2 separate regions of the Mus musculus genome follow, and region 1 is linked to region 2. Evidence: chromatin contacts called from public Hi-C data. All regions are on one chromosome and are shown on one strand. Each heading gives the region's core, a stretch centred on a gene start, on an enhancer-like site or on the middle of the called end of the contact. The rest is flanking DNA. Distances are from core to core; before and after follow the strand shown. Region 1 has its middle 25 kb from the start of Nhlh2. Region 2 overlaps Slc22a15 (solute carrier family 22 (organic anion/cation transporter), member 15).

Region 1 (5,206 bases), core at 2,421-4,920, 100 kb after region 2:
CGCACACACATGCGCGCGCGCACACACACACACAAATTGCAGTATTGGTTAAACCATGAGAAAAAGCAATCAGTACACTTCATGCAACTGTTGCTGACTAAAGGAAGTGCATGTCCCCAGCTCAGGGAAGCTAGCAACACTGTAGCAATGGTTTCATCTCCATCCCAAGATTAAAGCTCTCAGCAAACTGGCAAACTAGGAATAGACTGAAACCTCCTCAGTCTGATGAGCAGCATTTGTTTAAAAAAAAAAAAAAAAGCCAGTATCTAGCATAATCACTGAATCCACAGCTATGTCTGGGTCTGTGCTGCCACTGAGAGCCAGGTCTGGGTCATGGTTCTAAGTCATCCTGGGTTACCAGGAAAGGCCATGCTGCAGCCTGAAACCATGGTGCTATCCTTGCCCTTCGGTGCCCCAGAGGACTATGTTAGCCCGTGCAGCCTCAGAGCCCCCGTCTGGTGTCTATGTTGCTACCAGAGACATGCTGAGACCAGTAGCACATGCTGACCATGTGGAAGTCTGTGGTCTGGGCTGTCTCCAGAAACTGTGTGCAGGTCCACCATCCATGCTCCCAACGGCTATAAAGGGCAAGGAAGCTACACTTGCAATGGTATTGGTGACTGCGGACTCACCATTGAGAAAGAGGGACACAGAAGACTTGTGTGACAACTCCTCCCTGCCCCTCAAAAAAGGTAACAGCCTAGACAGAAAGCCATTAAAGAGAAGTCTTTAAAAATGTGCTAAGTACGCTGAAGTGTGGCCCTCCGCAATTCCATAGTTGATGGCTTCTTTTGGGGGTGCAGGTGGGGAAGGGCTCAGTTTTCTTTAAGGAGTTTGATCACACTCCAGTGAGTATATGAGCAACACAAATTAGACATCATCATCATCATCATCATCATCATCATTATTATTATTATTACTATTATTATTATTATTATTAAGGAGGGAGGAGAACATAAGATGGGAGGAGCAGACCAAAGAGGGCTGGGAAGGGACTGTGCTTGGGATTCAGAATATGAAATTCCCAAATGATCTATTAAAATATTATGAAAAAAAAAGGATGAATTCTTCCAGCCTCAAACCGTATTGGACTTCTTTTTTAAAATCTTTGTCTGATTTACCTGTCAAGATCCAGTCCATCTGAATCAGCCAAGAATCTCGCTGCGTCTAAACAAAGAAAAAAATGTGTGGTCTCACATACTTAACGCATCAAAATAAAGCCAGATGTATAAAAGAGAAAACTTTAAATGCACTCAAACTTGAAAGTATTAAGATTAAAATTGGTTAGTGTTCTGGGTGGGGAAGAATTTTCTAAACTTGTGCATTAGAGGAGGTGAAAAGGGAACAGGATTCTTTAAAGAAAATGAAGCTTAACATAAACATATCAGTCTAAGATCATTTTTAGATGGGGAAAAACAAGGGTAAAGTATCTACTACACATATGACAGGCAGCAGATTTAGAGTCTTAAAAACTAAAATAACTTATTCCTTAAAAGAATGACTCACGCTGGAGCCCAGAGCTCCGGAATATGGTTAATCTGGCTACTCAGCTTCCTCTGAGGATCCTGCCTCTCCCTTCTGAACGCTCAAGTTACAGCCAGACAACCCACCCACCTTGCATTGATGTGGGTTCTGGGGATCCAAACGTTGAATCCCACTTCCTTGGCCAGGAGTTTATTCATTGAGGCATCTCCTCTGTCTAGGTGAACACAATTTTATTCACAAAGATGTTAAACCAAAAAGAGAAATTACTTAAATGGCTAATATAATATAATATAGTTGATTGGATAAAATTATCAGTTTATCAACATGATGGGATTACTTTTTTTTTTTTTTTTACGGCCTTTAAATCTCAAGCTTTTTCATTTTGTTGTTGTTCTTGAGACAGGGCTTCATGTATCCTAGGTTGACCTTGAACTCACTACATAACCAAGGGTGACCTTTCCATTCTAATCCTCCTGTCTGTGCCTGAGCGGCTGGGATTACAGGCATATGCCACTGCGCCTGATTTGTGCAGCTTTGGAGCTCAGATTCCGGGCTTCTTGAGTTCTAGGCAAGCACCTTACCAACAGAGCTTTATGGCTTTGCTTCTGAAAGTCAAAATTTTGAAAATAAGTTTAAAGACTTCAAAGGTATCCAAATATGTCAATTAAAAAGGCTACGAAGCTGAATACTTCATGATTTCATCATGTAATAAAATAAGATATACACACACAAAAGGAGGGGGAGACAGACAGACAGACAGACAGACAGACAGAGACAAAGATGGGGGTGGAGGTGTGATTGAGAACTCCAGCCCCTAGGGGAACAGACCTACACTGCCAAGCCTTTATACTGGAAAGGCAGATATTTCTTCCCATGCAAGGCCAATTGCGAGCACTCAGGACCTTCCAGACTGTCTCTAGCATTAGAAGGTCCTAAAGCATCCCGCGTGACTTCTTCATTCAACACACAAGAAGCCCAGACTTAGGAAAGAGTCAGGTTCATGGCACCCTGATTGGAGCACTTGGGTCCAAATGTTCCTTGCTAACCAGGAAGTCAAAACCAAACCAAGCAATACATGGCACAAAGCAGTGCTTGTCTCTAAAGATGTAGGCTGCCTTGTGTGCCCAGTGTTTCTTAGCTGTAGTCAGAGCTGACCCTCCTTAGAGTGAGAAATCTGAGCAGGGATCAGGTAATGCCTTTTCCTGGCTATGGGGAGGAAGCAGGTTGGGGGCAAAGAGGATGGTGATGCTAAAGATCAGTCCCCAGGGGTCCAGCTGTTGCCCTGCTCCACTGCACTGTGACCTTGGACAAGTCACTTTCTCTACACATCTTTGCTTATAAAAGGGGCATAGTGGCACCTGCCCGGTTTGCTTCCTGGGGTCCAGAGGGGATTAAATTTGCTTGGTACACACTGTGGAATTGCTTTATAATGCAACCCCCAAGGAATGACTATGCATCTCCTATATGCCGTCTGGTTATTAGATCAGAATTGAAATCTTGTGTGACCTTGTTTTTCATCTGCTGTGTAATTTGGGAGTGGGAGGCAGCAGAAGCTCACAAATAAAAACATTTCCCTGCTAATCACGAAGCTGGCTGACTGGTGTGCACCACGCTTAACATACGATCAGTAAGGCCACATAAAAATAAACAAACCAGAACAACTGTCTCATTGAGGAGAAATCGAATCCTGGGAGTCACAGCCCTCTTCCTAACCCTTTTTAAATCATTGGATCTTAATCATCACAGAAACAGATGGCAGCGGGAGGAGGTTGCAGCCAGTAAGGAAAGCAGTGACTGGTCTGTGTCCAGCAAGCGGGTGGTAGAGAACCTGTTATAGACGGTGGATCTAAGGCACATTAAGTAAGATACCACTGTATACAGAATCAATGAGACTGCAAACACAGAAAAACGGAAGTGTTCTTAGTGTTGGCTTGGCTACTACCTCTCCTGTTAATGCTAAGGCAGGTGATGCAGGAGGTTCTAGAATTGCTACAATTGATGCAATAGAGTCAGGCTGCCTGGGTTCAAGTCTCATCACTCACCTGACTAGTCGTGCCCTAGCCCGTGTGTAACTCCTCCATGTAACCTTGGACTCTGTTCAAACTCAAAGGGCAGCAAAGAGAACAAAGGAGTTGTGTGTAAGCTCACAGTGCCGTGGCCAACAGAGAGTGCTCAGCAAATGGCAAAGAAACCACCAAGTAGGTCATTGCTGCCCTCCCCACTGTTTCCACCAAACTTCTTTCCCTCACAGTCAGTTACATTTTCAAATTGGCTGAAGCAAGTCACGTGATCATGCCATTATGCATGTAGTTACAAGGCAACACATTCCAGGGAATTAGGAAAAGCAAGATGTCTGTAGACAACTCAATTGCCTATGACACATAGCTGATGCCAAGTGGTAACTGTCATTACGGATGTTTCATACATATCACTGGAACATGTAAGAAGGACCTGTTCACACTAGCAGAACACCCAGGGGAGCAAGAAGGTAGGTTAGGGTTGTACCCAAGTCCCACCCAGATGTCTTACTGTGTGTGTGCATGTGGGGTGTGTGTGTGTGTGTGTATGTGATTTGTCGAGGTGTGGATTCATGTGGAAGCCGGATTCTGACAATGAGATATCTTCCTAAATTGTTTATTATTATTGTTGTTGTTGTTGTTGTTGTTGTTGAGTCAATCCTAAGACCAGGAGCTCACCCACAAGGTTAAGTTGACTAACCAGAGAGCTACCTCCCACCCCCCAAAAATCTTCAACCCCAAGAATAAGGGTTATAGATGTGTGTCATAAAGCCTCGATTTATATTTATTTTATATTTGTATTTATAGATGTGGTGCTAGGGTCTGAACTCAGGCCATCACGTTTGAGCAGCAAGTATTTTATCTGCTGAGCTATCTCCCCAGCCCTGAATCACATGTTATTAATACTTGTGCTGCCAATATCTAGAAATATTTGGTCACTTTCCATAAATAACAAACAGAAGGTAGTAAACAACTGGCCAAAACATCAAGGACAGCTCAGGGGAGTGTCCCTAAGGTGACAGCAATGGGCTACTCCCCAGATTACTAGTCCTCACAGAGACTTTCTGGGCATCACTTAAAAAACTAAAAGTCCTGGGAAGAAGAGTCACCTGGGCTACCATGGCTGCCATGTGTCGTTAGGCAGGATGTGGCCCCTGGTGCAACGGTGGCATGGTTGTTGGGGGAAACCAACCACTTTCTGACTGAATATGAGACCTGCTCGGCAGGAGGGAGTTCATGCCTAGCACTGTAGATATATTCAAAAGCCCAATGGCTGGGTGGTCTGAGATCTTTTGGCTTGTCAAAACATTCAAGCAACAGGGAACAGAAAGATAGAAAGGAGCTCTATGAAATGTTAGCCTTTGGCCATGACATGGTTACTGCACCCATGAGCTCATAGCGGTGGTACCCAACTAACTGAACAAGATTTGCTCAATCCTCGGTCTATCAATATTTCATCAGGATAAGGAAAGCACTCACGAGGCCTTAGCCCACTCCAAGGAGATATAGTCATTAGGGAGATGAGTCATAATGGTTACTGGTGTAGTCATGGGTAGGTTGCCCTTGCTCAAGTAAATAACCTCTCATTCCCCCTCTTCAACCCTCTACCATGTGTACACACAGACACACACACACACACAGACACACACACACACACACACACACAGGGCCATAAAGTAGAAGGCAGACTTGTTCCATTAAGG
Region 2 (5,668 bases), core at 516-3,015:
ACACTGAAGCAAGAAAATAGCTTGCGGGTTAGGGGAAGATGTCTCCAATACAGCATGTGAGATTATGGCAAAGCCAGGCCCTGTACAGGCTCCACTGCACTCTGAGCTGTTCCCATCTCCTTTCTCATCTCTATGGAAATGCAGGGTGTTTTATTGTTTTCTGAGACAGGGTTTCTCTGGGTAGCCCTGGATGTGCTGGAACTCACTCTGTAGACCAGGCTGGCCTTGAACTCACAGAGATCTGACATCCTCTGTCTCCCAGAAGTTGGGATTCAAGGTGTGTGCCATCATTGCCTGGCAGGAAAGGCAGTTTTTAGATGGGCTTTGCTGGTTTTAGTTTTATTTTTTCTATGATAATAAGTATTTTCTTTGATCTTTTTTCATAACTTATCACTTTATGAAAAAAACATGGTGACTTGCATATTTTTTTTACCCTAATTAGGAAAAGAAAGAGCCAAAAGGGTGTGTGTGTGTGTGTGTGTGTGTGTGTGTGTGTGTGTTCAGCATTCTGAAAGCAGAATTCAGCAAGTGAGGGAATAGAGACAATATGGAGGCCTCTGGAAATTTGAGACAATCAATAGCTAGCTGTTTGCGGACTCATTATAGTATGTCAAATAGCACCTGGCTGGCTTCCAAGGATACGGCTTCTTTCTCTGTCGCTCAGTATTTACCCATGACCACACAGTCAGGGGATAGTATAGGCTGGTTTCAGAGGGATCAAATTTAAACCCCAATTCTACCAAATACTAGAGCAGTGGTTCTCAACCTCTGGGTCGTGGCCCTTTCACAGGGGTCACATATCAGCTAGCCTGTATATTAGATATTTATATTATGGTTCATAACTAACAAAACTACAGCTATGAAGTAGCAACAAAGATAATGTTATGGCTGGGGGTCACCACAACATGAGGAACTGTATTAAAGGGTCACAGCATTAGGAAGACTGAGAACCACTGTACTACAGTGTGATTTTGAGCAAGTCACTAAATCATCTTGAATGTCTGTCTTCTCATCATTGAAATAAAAACAACTCAAGAGGCAGTGTTCATTATTAATAGCTTCCAAAAAATAATGCTTGTGAGACAAGTGTTATATTTGTAATCTCTGTACTTTTCTCCTCACAGTGATGGAGTGTCTGAGAGAACTCAGTGTAAGGGTGGAAGGGTTTATTTTGGCGTCCGTCCATTCTGAGAGGGCTGGAGTCTGAGAGGGTGGAGAAGCACAGCAGGGGGAGTGTGAGGCTGCTTGTTCATGCCTGGGCTGATCAGGGAGCGGAGAGATGAATGCTGGAACTCACTCATCTTTTGTTGTTTTCTGCTTTCCTTGGTCTGCACTCTCAGCCCATAGGATGGGGCCACCATCTTCAGGGTGGAACTTCCCCTCTCAGGTCATCTTCTCTGGACACTCTATCTCAGGCATGCCCCAAAGTGTGCTCAAGAACGTATTTCCTAACACAAGTTGACAACTGCAATTACCTCTTACAGCATCCTATTACAATCTGGGTTTGGGTTTGTATGTACTCTTATCTATTAATCTGGGTTTGGGTTTGTATGTACTCTTATCTATTAATCTGGGTTTGGGTTTGTATGTACTCTTATCTATTAATCTGGGTCAGGGCAGGGAGGATATCTAATTATGAGTATCCTTATCAGAAGATTTTCTTTCTGCCTTCCTTTCCTTTCTAATTTCAAGAAACCCTCAACCACGCTGTACAGGAGGACTGACTCTTTCTTATTGCTTCTGCCATTCAAATGGGGACTACCAATCACGGTTGCCTTAGTGCTAAGAGTAACCCTTGATGGACCAATCAGATCTTGTCACTTCAAATACTATGCTCAGAGCTCCTGGGTCTCATCTCTGGCTAAGAAAGTTTTCAGACAGGATGGAGAACAGAGAAGCGCCCGACTTCCAGGTTCCAGAAATCTCCTCGGCCTAGCTGCACTGACACGAGATGCTGAGTGACTGGGTTCCCTCTCTATCCACCCTCTTTAGAGCTGAGCATCCGTCACAATCAAATGGACATGGTGGACAAGGGAGATGATCCAAAGGGATGCTGTAGCTCGGTGGATAATCATAACCAGAGGCTTCCAGCTTACACACTGTGATGACAGTAGCAGGCAGAGGTCCAGACAGTAAATGTCAGTTGTATGTGGAGAGAAGGTAGTGTTGAATCTGATGAGCAGGCACAGCTAAGGTCCAGGGGGAAGCCACACATACATACCTATAAATGACGGCAGGCCCAAGGAAAAGAGCTACAGACCTGACTGGCTCAGAGCATTGTAAATGTGAGGATTCCAAGTTCCTTTATCATTGCGACCCTGGAATCCCATGTGTGGCCTACTTAATGTTTCTGTGCCTTGGGGTCTTTGTGCTTTCATTCACGTTTGTTTCCTATGTATTTCATAAGAAATACATTTCGAGTCTCTTGTTCCTGCTCAGTTAGGAGCAGGCTAAACCTGCTAAATGTTGGCAGGCTAGAAGATATCAAGTTCTGACTTGATTTTGTAAAAGGCACCAGTGACTGCCCCTGTTTTCAGACCCAAATCCTGAAGCAATGCTTGGGCCTGTGTCCCCTTCTCTGCTGGTCCCTCTCCAGGTCATGGCCATCCAAATCTAACTCAGTTTCCCCTCCTCTCTCTCTCTCTGTAGCAGTCCCCACCAAGTCTAAACCATCACTGGGCTCACATAACCAACTACACGGCTCCCTTAACGACCCCTCAGTTTTTATTTTTCTCTTTTCTGTGGTCATATATTCATGAGAACAATCTTTCTGGGTGAGGTCCCATCATTCCTTTATGTAACTTAAGTCCCGTGACCTTTGTCTGCATTTTGGATAAAAACTCGTTATTGCTCATGCAGCTCACTTTGGGCCAAGCACCCCCTTCTCATTCCTCTCTCCCCCACCCCTTCTTTCACCTTTTCCTACTGCACCCTAGTAGGACCTCAGGCCTTGGTCCTTGCCATTCCAACTTCAGGAATTTCGTTTCCTGAATTGCACGTGCTCAGGTTTTCCTATTCATCTAAATCTTAACTCAAACATATACTCTGAGGTTTTTTTCTCAAACCAGACTATTTAACAGCTTATTTAACTACTCTGGAAATTACTATCTGTCCCATCTCATTGCTTAATTTTTCTCACTGTCCTTAGAATTCTCTGAACTTGCTTATTTTCTCGGCATCCCCTAATTAAAAGCTATGTCTTCGCGGCAGTAAGCTTCTGAGGGCGGGGAGGCAACCACCAGTCCTTCCAGCTACGGCCCTAGTCAGCCACACCAACAGCCGGCACGGCACAGTCGCCCTAATGGTGCAGAAGTGGCACGCATGCCTTAGTTGTAATCAGCTTCTCACTAATCAATCTTAAGTCCTGCTCAGCAAGAAGGAAACCATGCCTGGTGCTAGAAACTCAGTGTTAGTGACGACGTGGCTATTGGAGGAGTCGCTACAACCACTAATTTACTTAAACAGCACAATCTATAACAATGATCTATAACCATCTGTCCTTATATTGGACATCTAAGTGTAGTGTTCATCCCTCATCAAGGAAATCTCTCTTTGCAACAGACACAAGTACTGAGAAACACAACCAACCAATGCAGAATCGCGGCACCTCATCCCAGTGGACACAGCTACTGAACATTCCCTCAACTAAGGCTCAGGAGACAATGCGGAAGAGGGGTGGGAAGACTGTGAGAGCCAGCAGATCGGGGCGCCAGTGGGGGGGGTCATTACTATGAGACTGTGTTTCCTAGAAACGTTAGAAGCTACATTCATAAAATCTCACCAACATTACTGCGGCCCAGAGGTAAGCTGAACTATGGCGATATCAGTGGACATGCCAAGATGGACAGGGAAAAGCCCACGAAGTCTCAACCTTACACACATAACTACGGGTACCTGAGGCAGGCTGGGAAGGGGAGGAAGGTCTTCCTTAGGTAAGAGCACACCAACTGCTGCCAAGTGCTCAGCCTTGAAAGCATACATATGAATAACATTATATGGACTGATGAGGTTATATTTAGGAATATATGTGCATATGTATAAACATTTACATAGCCCTTCCGCTCGACTCGAGACTCGAGCCCCGGGCTACCTTGCCAGCAGAGTCTTGCCCAACACCCGCAAGGGCCCACACGGGACTCCCCACGGGACCCTAAGACCTCTGGTGAGTGGACCACAGTGCCTGCCCCAATCCAATCGCGCGGAACTTGAGACTGCGGTACATAGGGAAGCAGGCTACCCGGGCCTGATCTGGGGCACAAGTCCCTTCCGCTCGACTCGAGACTCGAGCCCCGGGCTACCTTGCCAACAGAGTCTTGCCCAACACCCGCAAGGGTCCACACGGGACTCCCCACGGGACCCTAAGACCTCTGGTGAGTGGATCACAGTGCCTGCCCCAATCCAATCGCGCGGAACTTGAGACTGCTGTACATAGGGAAGCAGGCTACCCGGGCTTGATCTGGGGCACAAACCCCTTCCACTCCACTCGAGCCCCGGCTACCTTGCCAGCTGAGTCGCCTGACACCCGCAAGGGCCCACACAGGATTCCACACGTGATCCTAAGACCTCTAGTGAGTGGAACACAACTTCTGCCAGGAGTCTGGTTCGAACACCAGATATCTGGGTACCTGCCTTGCAAGAAGAGAGCTTGCCTGCAGAGAATACTCTGCCCACTGAAACTAAGGAGAGTGCTACCCTCCAGGTCTGCTCATAGAGGCTAACAGAGTCACCTGAAGAACAAGCTCTTAACAGTGACAACTAAAACAGCTAGCTTCAGAGATTACCAGATGGCGAAAGGCAAACGTAAGAATCCTACTAACAGAAATCAAGACCACTCACCATCATCAGAACGCAGCACTCCCACCCCACCTAGTCCTGGGCACCCCAACACAACCGAAAATCTAGACCCAGATTTAAAAACATTTCTCATGATGATGATAGAGGACATCAAGAAGGACTTTCATAAGTCACTTAAAGATTTACAGGAGAGCACTGCTAAAGAGTTACAGGCTCTTAAAGAAAAGCAGGAAAACACAGCCAAACAGGTGATGGAAATGAACAAAACCATACTAGAACTAAAAGGGGAAGTAGACACAATAAAGAAAACCCAAAGCGAGGCAACGCTGGAGATAGAAACCCTAGGAAAGAGATCTGGAACCATAGATGCGAGCATCAGCAACAGAATACAAGAAATGGAAGAGAGAATCTCAGGTGCAGAAGATTCCATAGAGAACATCGACACAACAGTCAAAGAAAATACAAAATGCAAAAGGATCCTAACTCAAAACATCCAGGTAATCCAGGACACAATGAGAAGACCAAACCTACGGATAATAGGAATTGATGAGAATGAAGATTTTCAACTTAAAGGGCCAGCTAATATCTTCAACAAAATAATAGAAGAAAACTTCCCAAACATAAAAAAAGAGATGCCCATGATCATACAAGAAGCATACAGAACTCCAAATAGACTGGACCAGAAAAGAAATTCCTCCCGACACATAATAATCAGAACAACAAATGCACTAAATAAAGATAGAATATTAAAAGCAGTAAGGGAGAAAGGTCAAGTAACATATAAAGGAAGGCCTATCAGAATTACACCAGACTTTTCACCAGAGACTATGAAAGCCAGAAGAGCCTGGACAGATGTTATACAGACACTAAGAGA

What was found. A called contact is a pair of places that touch in the nucleus more often than the background predicts.
Region 1: a Hi-C map of the MNK3 cell line shows a contact between it and region 2, with 6 times the contacts expected there. The contact joins two enhancer-like sites. A contact is called at or near these places in 7 of 484 Hi-C or Micro-C datasets (ECoMG myeloid progenitors, the HL-1 cell line, the MNK3 cell line and 4 more), 1 of 115 datasets of contacts at active chromatin or transcription factors (a beta-TC-6 cell line) and 3 of 9 other capture datasets (adipose tissue, embryonic stem cells and liver).

What each region holds. Positions count from the first base shown.
Region 1 is chr3:101,982,576-101,987,781 of GRCm38.p6, forward strand. No RefSeq gene overlaps it. Among named protein-coding and RNA genes, the nearest start is that of Nhlh2, 25 kb to the right of the region's middle. Within about 2 kb of position 3,671, at least 4 of the 459 cell types and tissues checked have an H3K27ac peak or open chromatin away from gene starts, as enhancers often do. A contact at or near this core is called in the MNK3 cell line, where this site is marked.
Region 2 is chr3:101,884,591-101,890,258 of GRCm38.p6, forward strand. All of the region lies in intron 4 of Slc22a15 (solute carrier family 22 (organic anion/cation transporter), member 15), which reads right to left. Among named protein-coding and RNA genes, the nearest start is that of Slc22a15, 37 kb to the right of the region's middle. Within about 2 kb of position 1,766, at least 31 of the 459 cell types and tissues checked have an H3K27ac peak or open chromatin away from gene starts, as enhancers often do. A contact at or near this core is called in the MNK3 cell line, where this site is marked.